2 separate regions of the Mus musculus genome follow, and region 2 is linked to region 1. The links are chromatin contacts, called in public promoter capture Hi-C maps. All regions are on one chromosome and are shown on one strand. The core of a region is the stretch at or near the end of the contact, and the rest is flanking DNA. Distances in the headings are between cores, read along the strand shown.

The links. Promoter capture Hi-C pulls out the DNA fragments that hold promoters and counts their contacts.
Region 2: a contact with region 1 is called in a promoter capture Hi-C map of cranial neural crest. The contact joins the enhancer-like site here to the promoter of Nts in region 1. A contact is called at or near these places in 10 of 39 promoter capture datasets (the 3T3-L1 cell line, the C10 cell line, cranial neural crest and 4 more), 3 of 484 Hi-C or Micro-C datasets (cerebral cortex, group 2 innate lymphoid cells and pre-megakaryocyte-erythroid progenitors), 1 of 115 datasets of contacts at active chromatin or transcription factors (astrocytes) and 1 of 9 other capture datasets (macrophages).

The regions. Positions count from the first base shown.
Region 1 is chr10:102,486,760-102,493,494 of GRCm38.p6, reverse strand. It overlaps Nts (neurotensin), which reads left to right and starts at 3,077. Exons shown (of 4, transcript NM_024435.2): 1 at 3,077-3,241; 2 at 5,503-5,564. The coding sequence starts at 3,172.
Region 2 is chr10:102,868,886-102,875,620 of GRCm38.p6, reverse strand. No RefSeq gene overlaps it. Among named protein-coding and RNA genes, the nearest start is that of Alx1, 160 kb to the left of the region's middle. Within about 2 kb of position 4,145, at least 1 of the 459 cell types and tissues checked has an H3K27ac peak or open chromatin away from gene starts, as enhancers often do.

The DNA.
Region 1 (6,735 bases), core at 1,828-4,327:
CATGCTTGCAGTGCAGGCTTTTACTAAGTGAGACATTCTTCCTAATCTATGTTATATTTAGCTATCTATTTTATGATTATTTCTAAATATACTCTGAGATTATAATTACATCATCTACCTTTTCACTTTCTTTCTGCAAATGCTATCAGTTAACCCACCTCCCATTTTTGTCTTTCAAATACATGGGCTCTTTTTCTCCTTAATATTTGTTAACGTGTGTGTGTGTGTGTGTGTGTGTGTGTGTGTGTGTGTGTTTATAAATGTAACATACTTTGTCTGTATAATGATACTTGTATGCATATTTTCAAAAATCCCATTTGGTATTGGGTATTAATTATTCCTTTGGGATATGCTTTCCTCCGAAAAACTATTTTCCCATCATCAGCATTCCTTAGTTGCCTGTAGTTTTTGTGTAGTTTGGAGGTGTATTTATTGAGCTTCATCCTGTCTTCTTCCCTGTCCATGTTAGCATATCTGTTGATGCTTGTTGGTTCTTGTTATGTTTAGGCAGTAACATTGGTGAAACTTTAGAATGACATTTCAAGACAAAAATCTCACACCAAATACCAGTTCCTCTTACTCTTAGAATTTTTCTTCCCCATTTTCTGCAAAGATCCCTGAGCATTAAGTTGTGGAGGGTTTTTTTATTTAGTTCTTTTTTTTTTCTTACATTAATATATTCAAATCATTTATTATGAAAGGTCTTCTGCTACATTTACAATTTATCATTCTTATTAATCACAGTATGTTTGAAAGCACTTTGTGCGGTATTTGTTTCTCTGCCAGGCTTCAGTTGTTTGGTTTAGGAAAAGCTGACGTTCTGTGAAGACTTCTCCTGGCCATTCTATTTGGGAATCTTCCCAGGTACTGAGCAAAAGACACTGGGCACTTGTGAGTTCCTGCCAAAACAGATAATTTAATATTGTTCCTATAGTTTGAATAAACTAAGATAAAAGGGAAAAGAGAAGCGTTAGCAACATCATAATCTTACCAGAAAGTGTTATTTATTTATTTTTAATAATAAAGAATATTACCAAAGAGAATCTGTTTGGTCTTCAGTCATTTGACAGTGGTTGCTACATGCTCTTCTATTCTTTCTTTGGTATTTTCTATATACATAAAATAACTCTCACTTTAATAATGAATGTTCATGTGATATGCTTAAAAGGAGTTAATTAATCAGCAATCCATTTATAAACAGTTCCCTAAGTTCCACTTGCTAGAAAACCACTTCAGGGAATAAGCCTCACATTTTTGTTTTACTATCAGACAGCTCGCACATATTTTAGCACTTTTTCAAAGATAATTCTTTGTGTTTTACAATGTAAGAAGCAAAGAAAGTAATTGATTTAAATAGTATATTAAAATCAAATCAGAGAATATATAGCTTATGGGCTTCTTTATTAATGTGGTTCTGAAATGATTCTGTCACACAAATACTGGGATAATGAGACGAAAACCAAGCATTCTCTGTGATTATGGAAAGCTTTCTAAACTTCCACTGTGCCCTCTAGCGGGAGGAAAAATGCATGCATGCTTCAGGCTTGCCAGTCAACCATCCTTTAGAGAAAACTAATCCAGGTGAGTCAAATTCATTATTTTCTTTTCCCCACAGAAACAACAAAACAAAATTAAAGTAATTTAAAAAAATAAAGTAAGCTACTGTTTAGCTTCTGAACATCGAGTTGTATTAATGTATCTTTTATCATTTAAAATAACTGTTCAATATTTGTAATTAATGACTTCCTTTAGGGGTGATGCAAAGATAATCTCTTACCAAATATTGGATATATAAACCAACAGTCTGTCGTAACAATCTTGATTTTTTTCCTTAGTTAATTATTACATGATGATTGGGGATTTTAAAAATTAAACAAATCTCAGAAATCTTTGGTTTCAAATGTTCACACCCCTAACACCAGTTCAGAACACTTCTTGTGTTACCAAGGACCGTCTACAGGAGGAAAGCTATTGCTCAAAAGGCATTTGAGCAATTTTCTTCCAAGAATGGAGAGAAGGAAAGAAGAGCATTGTAACTCACAAATTACCTGAAGATTTCGCCTTAGAATTGTCACTGTGGTGGATGGCATTTATATAGAATATTTTTCTGTCTAAAAGTACAGTCTGCTTTCTACAAAAAAAAAAAAGGATTAAACTGAAGAGAGAGTTGATAGAATGGGGAGAAACAGAGAGAGGGGAGTTATGAGATAAAGGAGGGGGGATATTGCATCAGTAACAAATAACGAAACAAACAATGCAGCAAATATGTAATTAATTATGTAGTTAATTGGGGAGGTATTAATACAGCAATTCATAGTTTACCTTCTAACACATAACCTACTTGTGTTTTTATTTTATAAACATTATTTAAAATATCCAATGAAAGAGCAGCATATGTAACTTAGTCTCCCCTCAGTTACATATAATAAACTTTCAAGTAGGTAGGATATAAAACTACTCATTAGATCTAATTTTCTTCCTTTTATACTGACTTTCCCCTTTTCTTTGTATGTTTCGTCGTCACATTACATTATTATATCCAATTTTCTTTTGCCTGTTTCCCTTCCTATTTTAGTACATGCTATGTAAATTCTCTATGAGTTTTGAGACAACGAAGCCTGTTCTCAGAAGTTTGTGTTACTAGAAAATATACCCCAAGTCTTTAAGACTTCCAAGCAGTGATTTCTCCCTAGAACTTTTGCTTAAATATGAGAAATTACCAAAAAAAAAAAAAAAAACCCTTGCATTTTAAAAAATGAAAATGACAACTATCTGGAATGGGGGCATGATAGAAAATTAGGGGGAAAAAGGTACCAGAAGTACCTCTCACTATGCTGTATATGGCAGTGATTTTGAACAACTCTTTCTGTGAGTCAGAAATCCTGAGCAACAGCTGCAATTAGGGAAGATCGTCACTTTCCATCAAGGTTCACGGGTGGGGGATGAGATAAGGGACAAAGGGAAAGGAGGGGGGATGGAGATGAAGGCAGAGCACATCCTGTGTAGCCATGACATCATCCTCCTGCTCACATATATATAGGGACTGGCCACAGCATCCCTCACAGTTCACTCACTTTGAAAGCCAGCTGAAGGCAAGAGGAAGCACCGAGAGAGAGCTAGCTCCTTCAGTGTCTGAGTGTGTGGACCTGCTTGTCAGAAGGCTGAGAGAAGATGAGAGGAATGAATCTCCAGCTGGTGTGCCTGACTCTCCTGGCTTTCAGCTCCTGGAGTCTGTGCTCAGGTAAGCTCAACTGCATCTCACAACTCCCTGAAGTGAGGGATTTCTCTCGCAGTCTGCTGCTACTCAGGTAAATGAATCCAGGAATCTCTCTCTCTCTCTCTCTCTCTCTCTCTCTCTCTTTCTCTCTCTCTCTCTCCCTTCCTCCCTCCCACCCTCCCTCCTCCCCCTTTGTCTCTGTCTCTCGGTGTCTCTCTTTTCTCTCCTCTCTCTCTGTCTCTCCTCTCTGTCTCTGTGTCTCTCTATCTTAGTATCTCTGTCTCTCTCTGTCTCCCTCTCTCTCTCTCTTTTAGTGAAAGAAAAACTGTAATTATCATGTTTCTCTCCCATTCTGATTATAAGAACTGAAATATATATTTTTTTAAATCTGTAAAGCAGTTCATGGTGCAAGGAAATGCAACACGTTCTCCTTTGGAATATGACCACTAAAGGGAAAATCAATATGAGTAATAAGACAAGGGTGGAAATTTGAATAGAGGCAGTGCTTGTCAGCCTGCAGACAAGTAAAGATCTCCTTCGCGAGATCTTATTCTCATCTCTTCTCATTGTCTTAGGTGGTGGCTTCTCTCACTTTCCTTTGTGATTTTCCTCAAAATATTTTTAACTCTGTAGGTGTGTTAGAACATGTGGAACAAATAGCAATAAATAAGATGAGTGCCTCTAATACAGCAAAAGTGTCCCAAGTCCTTTGTGAAAGTGCATCTTTATAGAATTTCATTGTGGCAGTCATGGTGTTAATATAGCTGTTGCTTTTCTGAATGTAATTTGAGTTGGCACAACCTATAACCATAAAACTGGTATACTACTATGTATGATAAATTTAGCGTTAGAGTGTTCAGTATATAACAGTAAAGGAGAAGGGATGTATTCTCATTAGGTGTGTATTGCCTCTCCTTAAAAATAAAGTAAATTTAAGTGTAATATGAAATATTTTGACGATTGCAGTATATTTTAATTAATAATTTGAAAGTAATTGAACAAACACATAGCAGTGGAAAATCTTAGAGAGTGAAGTAAATTCACTTATATTTGTTACTATTGTACTTAATAACCAGGATTCGGCAGTGTTAGCTCAAACTAAGATTTTCTGAGTGCAAAGATAACTATCAGAATGGATTGATGATTTTATTAGTGTAAGATCCTGTAAATATTTTATGAGCCAATGCAGTATTCTCATAATTATAATATTATCAAGTAGTTGCAGAAAAATAGTTATAGATTCTAAAAATAGCTTATTTATTAAAAACCATATATTAACTCTTGAAACCAATTTCTGTGACATGGACACATCTTTATCAGTGATTAATAAGATTAATCTTAACATTCCATCTGAAAAACAAACAAGCTAGCATGTATGTGTAACAAACTGAGCAAAAGTGTCTCTGGAATAGCTCACCTCTTACGTATACTTTATCAGTTGCTCACATCAGGTGGAATCCTGTGTTTTAATGACCACAGAGTAAAGAGTGAGGCAATTTTAAGCTCTGCCTTCTATTATCACAAGAGGCTAATGGATATTAAATGCTCTACAACATCTTAGTATTTCTAAATTTCACTTCTTCATGCAATACACATAAATGGAATCTGGGGAAAATGTGTTCTGAGATGAATCACGGATCTGTTTGCAGCAGGACTTACCATGTGTTGATGAGCTCTGACTTTGCTTAAGCCATTTCTGCACTCGCTGACGGAACACTGAAAGCACGGGATGCAAACCTCTTGTGTAAAACAGAAACCGATTCTTTCAAAGAGTGTTTCACAAGATGACATGTGTAGTGAAGTGAATCTCAGTGTCTTTTTTATTCTAAAATTACCAGTGAGTAATTCCCTGTGGCTTTGCCCCAAAATAAGAAGCAGCACTTGTATTCATATTTCATTATGTTGTTTGTTACATACATATTTTCACGTGTGAACTATTGCCGGTGAGAATAACATAGTGCAGGTTTTTTTTTTTTGGATAAGATCTGCCTTGTACAATATAATTAAGTGTTTTACTGAGATCCAGTTAATAGGCAATTCAAAATCATAAATACTTATCAAATTAAGATGCGCTTATTTTCTTAGAAGTGATTCTACTATAGAAGCTGTCAGCATAAAATTAAGCTGTGATATGTTTCTTTTTGAATATTGCTTTGAAGAAATTAAATACAGAAGACAATAAGCTTCAAAGATGAATCCTTTAAAATAATTTGAGATATGGTGGTTGCAATATAATTATATGAAGTGTGATTACATAGTAAGCGTGTGGTTTTAATTTTATTCAGATTCAGAAGAAGATGTGAGAGCCCTGGAGGCAGATCTATTGACAAACATGCATACATCCAAGGTAACTAATTTCTTTGCTTTAACCCGAGGTAGGAGGGTGTATGAATATTCATTCTAAACTTCAGATTAGTTTCTAATATCAATCAAAACAGGTACAGTTACCTACCTCAAAGCTGTCAAGGTCTTTGGGAGACATTTCTTATTCGATAGATTTATTTACTCCTGCTTCTAAGGAGTCACATGTGTTTATATGAACAACAAAATGTCTATAGGACTGTCAGTTTGTACTTTTTAATTTCAAGTCAGCAGCCACAGATAATGGAATGAAGATATGTAAACAAACTTAAAGCAAATGGTTTTCATGATCATTACATTGGCATGATGAAAGGTATACTGGCCTGAAGTTAAATAAATTGGTGAAACCTAATTGAAGTTGTTATGTGTTCTGGTTGATTTTGGAAAATAAAACAGATTTCCTAAACACATGGCAATAGGGGGAGGAAATATGGTACAGAAGAAATCTATGGACAGACAAACATTAACCCTGACATTCAGTCCTAAAACCTCAACTTCATATTAAGTCAATCTTAGGCAACTGTTAGTCAACAGGATAGACCTTGGCTTTTCTTATTTTTAAGTACAAAATTTGGAGTGGAGAGTCTATACATTTATGGTTCTCTGATAGTTTATTACAAACTCCACTTCCTATGAGAGGGTTTACATTCTTATCCTTTAATAGCATTAGCCATAGATGGTTAATATTTGTTCAACAAGTCCTGTAAAGTTCTGTATTCTGAGCAAAACTCTCCAACCTTGAGAGCACTTTCTCTAGTTACCAGCATTTGAGTAGGAATGAAACTGTTAGAATATATCACATTATAAAGCTATCATATAAAATTGATTGAATCAGACAGTAAATCACTGTGTATCAAAACTTATAGTTAGAATACAAGTTTCCTAAAAATAGATAGGGGCAGTTTTTGAGGTGAACCCATCTCTCGGTACATTGAGAGCACAGTTATAAAAAGTCTGGAATTTAACAATTGTGATAAAAAATGTGATAAAAAGTGATCAAGAGAGTGACCTAAATTCCAATGCAATATTCTAAATCAGTTCTTCCATACAGATCTCTTCCATAATTGAAGGAACATATTCTAAACACAAAATCTCTAGTATACAAGGGTAGTTTTTTTTCTGAAGTGTGTGTTTACAGCACATGATGTTGTTGCATT
Region 2 (6,735 bases), core at 2,896-5,395, 380 kb before region 1:
GTCTTTCATGTCTTACCCCATTGTGAAGTAGCACTGGCCTTGCTGGGATTCTAAGGCATGCTAGCTAACAATGTCAAGTTTGCTCGGTCATAATATTAAAAGAACAATGTTCTTGGTGCCTCTTAAGTGGGAGTAGGGGAACGTTTAAGAAGTAAAACTTAATTATCTGTAGTTAAATTTAAAAATTTTTGTTATTTGATCTAAATATGCCTAAAGCACAATCCAGTGGATCTTTACAGCTACAAGTGAATTGTTTGGTGAAACAACTCTTGCTTTTAGTGGTGAGAGTGTCTTTTTATGACTTCAGTATATTCTGTGAACACTTTTGCTTTATAGAACAAACTTTTCTGACTTGAGGAAGACTGGGGCACATGTTTTCTTCTCAGTACTTCTTGGTCCTGGTGTGATTTCATCTTTCCTTGTTTTTTTTTTTTTTTTTTTTTTTTTTTTTTTTTTTTGTTGTTGTTGTTTTTTTGTTTTTTGGTTTTTGGGTTTTTTTTTTGTTTTTTTTTTCCTATAAAGAAAAATGGTATGAATGACAAAGAAAAATGTAATCAGTAAAATGCTCTGTGAACTTTAGGACTTGTATGAGTTCTTGAGTTTCTGTGCTGTTGAAAGTCCTTTAGAGTTCTCTCCAGTTCTTAAATACTTTTGCCAGCTTATTTGAATATAATAAAATTTAATTTGCAGGCCTAATGTAGTTCATTGTTCTTGTTGGCATCCTTTAAAGGCTCTTTAGAGTCTCTATTCACCTTGATTTTGTTGACATCCTCTAAACAGTCTCTGTACTCATTTCAAACTCTGACTACTAGGGAAAAATCGAATCTAATAGGTAGTAGGTGTCCCAACTCTTCTACCAGCTTCCCTTAGTTCTCATGTCCCCTCTAGCCTTCCTTCATCCCATCCACCTGCCTATTTGTTACTGTTCTCCGAAGAGAAAATCCAAATTGGATAGGTAATTATAAGAGCTAAACATAATCATGAAATGCATGCTACAAATTGGGGATTCAGGAATCCAAGAGTGGATCAGTCCAAAGCTGCAGGTCTGAGAAGCAGAGGAGCTGACAGTCAGTCTGTTGGTCCAGAGACAAAGGCATGAGAACCCAGAAGGATTTTGAAGAAATAAATCTCTAGTTCAAAGGTCCTGGATTTCAGAATTCTATTGTCAAAGGTTGGGAGGAAGAATGTGTCAGCTTCAGGACAGTGGGGATTCGATTCGACATGTATTTGCAGGGGAGAATATAGATTGTGATCCTTCATAATGAGTAACCATTAAAAACTGTCATAAAATAATTTGTGATATAGTTTGTCAAGAACTACCCTCAGTTTTACAGTTGGCACTTTAGCCTGACACAAGGTTACAGCTGTTGATTGGAAATTATATATATATAATTGAGATTATATATATATATATAATATATATATATGACTGGAGACTGAGAGGCATTGCTTAACAGGAGCATCAGCATACCTCTCTCAGATCTTCAAGAGGTGATGCACTGCAGTCCATTCCACTCCTGGAAAGACACTGGTTTGCCTTCTAGAGAGGAGTTCCAAGCTGAGAAAGCTAGGATCTATTATTCCGGACAATGACTAGACCACCATGCAGTCTAGGGAGTGGCAGCAAAGGTCTCTGTGGGTGCTGTTGGCTAAACAAATATTCTGGAAAGGCTTGCTCAGAATAAGAAACTCCTTCTTTTTCTGCAAAAGTGGGAGATTTAATGGAGAATTATTTCTTGATGAGTGCGTCAAGCTTTTCTCATTTTTAAAGATGGATATACTACTTCAGAACGTATCTGTAATTTTGTTTGTTGATAAGATCTATTCTTGTGAGTCTGCATTTCGTAAGATGTAGAAAGCTGTATTCATGTTATACTTGTGAGGCTTTGCAAAGGAAATGCATTCTTGAGTAATCACCACATGGAATATCTGTGGTTGTCAGCTTTCTGTTGCTGTAACAAAATAACCCAGAAAATCAACTCAAAGGGAAAAATGATCCTTGGCCCATAGTTTCAGAAATCTTTTCAACCAATTACTTCACTCTCTTGGCAAGGCTTGATTTTATGGTAGGGGACATGAGAAAGAGAATAACTTCTCACCTCACAATAGCTAGCAGGTGAATAAGAAGAGTCCCTGTTTGTTCTTTGAAAGCACATCTCCAGTGACATTAAGCCCCACCTCCAAATTTGCTCCCACTGGGGCTAAACTTTCAACATACAGACTTTGAGGGAATATTTCACAGTCCAAACTACAGTAATATATTTGTTAGCACTTACGAACCAACTATGATCAGTGATAGTAGCCCCTCTGAATTATTAATTTTAAGTACAGCATTCTGTGACAGATGCACTTTTATTTTATGTAATATATTTTACTCCTCATCATCTTTCATTGGATATGGGGCCATCATGACATTGCTCTGCCATTAAAATCTCCACACACTGACCCATAACAATGACCACTCTCTATAATCAGTGCTAATTCTATTGCATCTATAGCCTAAGTATGTGTCCTCACCACCCCAACAAATCCCCATGTTTAACTTCAACTCCCAGTGCGATAGTGGTAACAAGTGAGGCCTTTGGCGGTGATCCATTCTGGCGTTTCTGTTTTCATGAATGGGAATGTGGTCCTTAGTACACAGTCCCAAAGGAATCTTTTGTCTCCTTTCTACCGTGAGATGCATAGTTAGATGAAAAACTCTTTCTAGGAGGAATAGATCCTCATGTGACTTTGAATATCCTACTGTTTAAATGTGAACCTCATAGCTACGGAGCCATGAACAGTACTTTTATGTTATTTTAAGTATTGCCCTAGTTTGTTTGTGATTAAAAAAAAAGTGGTCAAAAAAGAAACTTAGGAGGACAGAGGTTAATTTGGATTGCATGTCCTGATCATAATCCATCATTGAAGTAAATCAGGGCAAGGGATTCAAGCAGGATCCTGGAGGCACACACAAAGTGAAGCAGAAGCCATGGAGGAGTGCTGCTTCCTGGTGTATTCTCCATGGCTGCTCAGCTTGCTTCCTTGTTTTTTATGCCACTTAGTCCCACCACCGGCCAATAGCTGACGCCATCCAGAGTGGGCCTCCCACATCAATCATTAATAAGGCCAGTGCTCCACAAATTTAACAAAATGCCAATCTGATGGAGGCATTTTCTCAATTGAGGTTCCTCTTCACAGATGACTCTAGATTATGGTAAGTTGACAAACAAAATAAAAAAAAACCCACTACTATCAGAACCAACTCCACCACCACCACCACTACCACCACCACTACCACCACCACCACCACCACCACTACCACCAACAACAGCTACAGCAGCAATAACAAACAAACAAACAAACAAACAAACCAGTGCGGTTAAGCAGTCTAAACTTCTATGCTAAGGTAGCCTGAATAGACTAAGATAGATAAAAACACTGAAGAAATGGAGAGCAAGTAGCCATCATACAAGTATTTTGAAAGAGGATGAGGCAAAGCTTAGCATATAAGTGTTCAGGGCAACGGTGTACAGGTTTAATGGGTTCCAAAATAATTTTTAAAATGGTGTTGGAAGCAGTGCCTCATGTAGCACAGGCTGGAGTTGAAGCTTATACTCATCTGAGGACAGTCTTGAACTTCTGAACGTGGTACATTCCCAATTCTAATACGTTCCACATTCTTAAAGGGATGATTTTTATAAATGTGCAATAGAGGTGCTCAAGGTCTTGGAATTATTTTTTTATTTATTCATTTATGTATTTATTTATTTATTTTGAAAGAAGGAGCTTGTGTTTTCACTTTATCTTGCATCCCACATCTTAGACTGGCAGATTTGACTTTACAACCCTTTCAGGATTCGGCAGGGTCTTCTTGTTTGGAGAAGAGCGAACTGGAGAGGATAGTAGGTGACATTAAGCAAATAGCGAGGAGGGATACTCTGAAGGACCCTGAGTAACCTGCAAAGCATCCCAGCAGGAAGACTCTAATGGCTGTGCTGAAAACAGGGTGACAAGATCAAATGTCAATGAGGCAGTTGGCTTCAGGAGAACTGTGGAGTAAAATCACAAGAGTACTTAAACAGTGGAGGAGGGGGAACATCTGGTTCTACATTTAAAGTACCCTTGTACCATCCTGTTTTAAATTAAATACATGGGTTCTGATGCATTTAGAAGACATTTAGGGACAAAAAAAGAGAAAGTCTTATTAAAGAGGCACTCTTGTTGGAGGAATGCGGGTCCTGAAGGAGGATTGTGTCAATGTTTTTTAACAGATCATGACTGTATGGAATGGTTAGGTTAGGATCGTTATGATAGTTGGGGACTTAGAATTTGTAAGACCTCTTTCCGGTGCTTGCTTGATTTATTCATTGTCTTTTGCTATTTGATACCAGCTCGGATGTGATTTTATTTCATTCTGGCCCCAGACAGACTGGGCTTACTTCGGAATCACGTTTAATTCTCAGGGTGATAGTATTGCCATAACTTTTACATTTTAATGTAATTATATGCACATTTCATCTATTTGAATCAAATGAGATAATGTATATAAAAATTTTTGGAAAGCCCCAATCACTCTATAAACACAAAGGATTAAGCAGTATATTAGGAAGATTGTCGTCTCAAGCTGTTTGAAATAATCCGTTTGAAATCTCACTTACATTTTCCAATAATTTAAGAGAACTATATACTCTTTTACTATAGCTGAAAACACAGAACTTGCTTTCATTTTATAAAATTAAATTTTTGGAGAAGGATTAACTGGCAATTTTCAACATAGTGTAAAGATTGTTCCTCTGATATTGGCACTTGTAGACTGTTTAGAATTTTCCTGCCAAATGTGCAGTTTCTTGAATTTTTTGAGCTGGGAGAGAATTAATTTTCTTTGCTCCTACTTGTTTTCAACTTTAGACTTCAATTTACAAGCATGAAAATAAGCTTTCTCCCCCTACCTTAAATGTTAACTTCAAGCCCTCATTCTCTGGATCAAGTTGTTGGCAATTACAGTGTTGGCTCCAAAGTTGTGTGTGTTCTCAGCCAGACAATGATGTCATTGTAGATGTGTTTCTTCAGGAAGATGGAGATTTTTGCAGAGGCCCAGTCCTCCATCACCGATGTTGATCTCAGCTTCAGACTTCTTACCCACATCTTTCTTGCCAGCCTTCCCTGGGTTTCCCAATTAGACCACACCCTTTTCCTGACCTGCAGTCTCTTCCCGCAGGGAATCTGTCATATGGGATTGATGTGTTTTTTATTTGTTAGCTGGCTGTCTAGGAGATTCTAAACTTGGTTGGAATAGAGCCCATACATCTTAGCAGCTCCAGCCCTATCACATTACCTGCCAGAAAGTAGATACTCAGCTGATTAAGTAATTAACAATATGGTGGCAGTCTCATAGGGGATTGTTGTGCTAAATATTTTGAAATAAACTAAAATGTGTAAGAGATTACTAGCTATGTGATTAATAGTGATAAGGTAGCATAATTTTTCACAAACAGGACATAATTTTATAGTTTTCAATTAGTCAATATGGTTAGTTACTCTAAAATTTACCTCCTAAATAGCCACACATATCTCAGACATCAGTGGGACCATTTCTGCAGGAAATTAGCTAAGGACTTTCATTAAACTCAGATTATATGTGTGGAATTATGCTTCTCAGGGCCACTCCAGCAGGGAAAGCGAGGTCAAAGGGAGCCCAACTGCTCTCAAAAGATGCAGATTGCAAATCACATTTGGTATTCACAGCTATTTATTTGCCTTATGCAAGTACAGTGTTTTGGACACATACAGAGGTCTTTAGAGTCTTGCACACATTAGAAAAAGAGGGAAACACATGCAACGGCACTAAAACAAAGCAATATAAAACAACAACAACAACAAAGGAAAAGCTGTACTGAAACTTTCTTTTTAAGCACCTGACCAACACAGATGCAGATATTCACAGCCAACCATTGGACTGAGCCTGGGGACCCCAATGGAGGAGCTGGGGGAAGTTTTGTCTGAAGGAGCTGGAGGAGATTGCAACCCCATACGAAGAACAATGTCAACTAACTGGACCACTCAGAGCTGCCAGGTTCTAAACCACCAACCAAAGAGTGACATGGAGGGAGCCATGACTCCAGATGCATATGTATCAGAGGAGTCCCTTATCTGGCATCAATGGAAGGGGAGGCCCTTGGTCCTATGGAGGTTTGATGCCCCAGCAAAGGGGGGTGCTAGAGCGGTGAAGCTGGAGTGGGCGAGTGGGTGGAGGATCATGCTCATAGAGACAAAGGGGAGAGGGAAGGCAGGGGATCAGATGAAGAGTTTGTGGAGCGGTAACTGGAAAGGAGGATATCATTTGAAATATAAATGAATAAAATAATTAATAAAAAATGTATTCTTTAAAAGGAAACAAAAGATGTTGTTTCAAGTGTTTGATTGAGTAAGCAAATCTAAATCAGACAAACCAGAAAAATGGAAAAAAAATCATTCTTGCTTAATGACATGCAGTTGTCAGGTAATATCCAAGAACCTGAGTGCTTCAAATTACTTTGTTGAGTAAGTCACAATGCCATTTAAGAGCGATATGGCTCAATTATTTAATATCTACCCTTCTTTTTATCCCTACCCACCATTCACACAATACATTTGAATGGTGTCATTCATAAGTTTTATAAACTTACCATACAGAATATTATAAAACAGAAACAAAATATAATCTATTTATAACATTGGGGCTAAAACTGACAAATGTACAAAAGATTATGA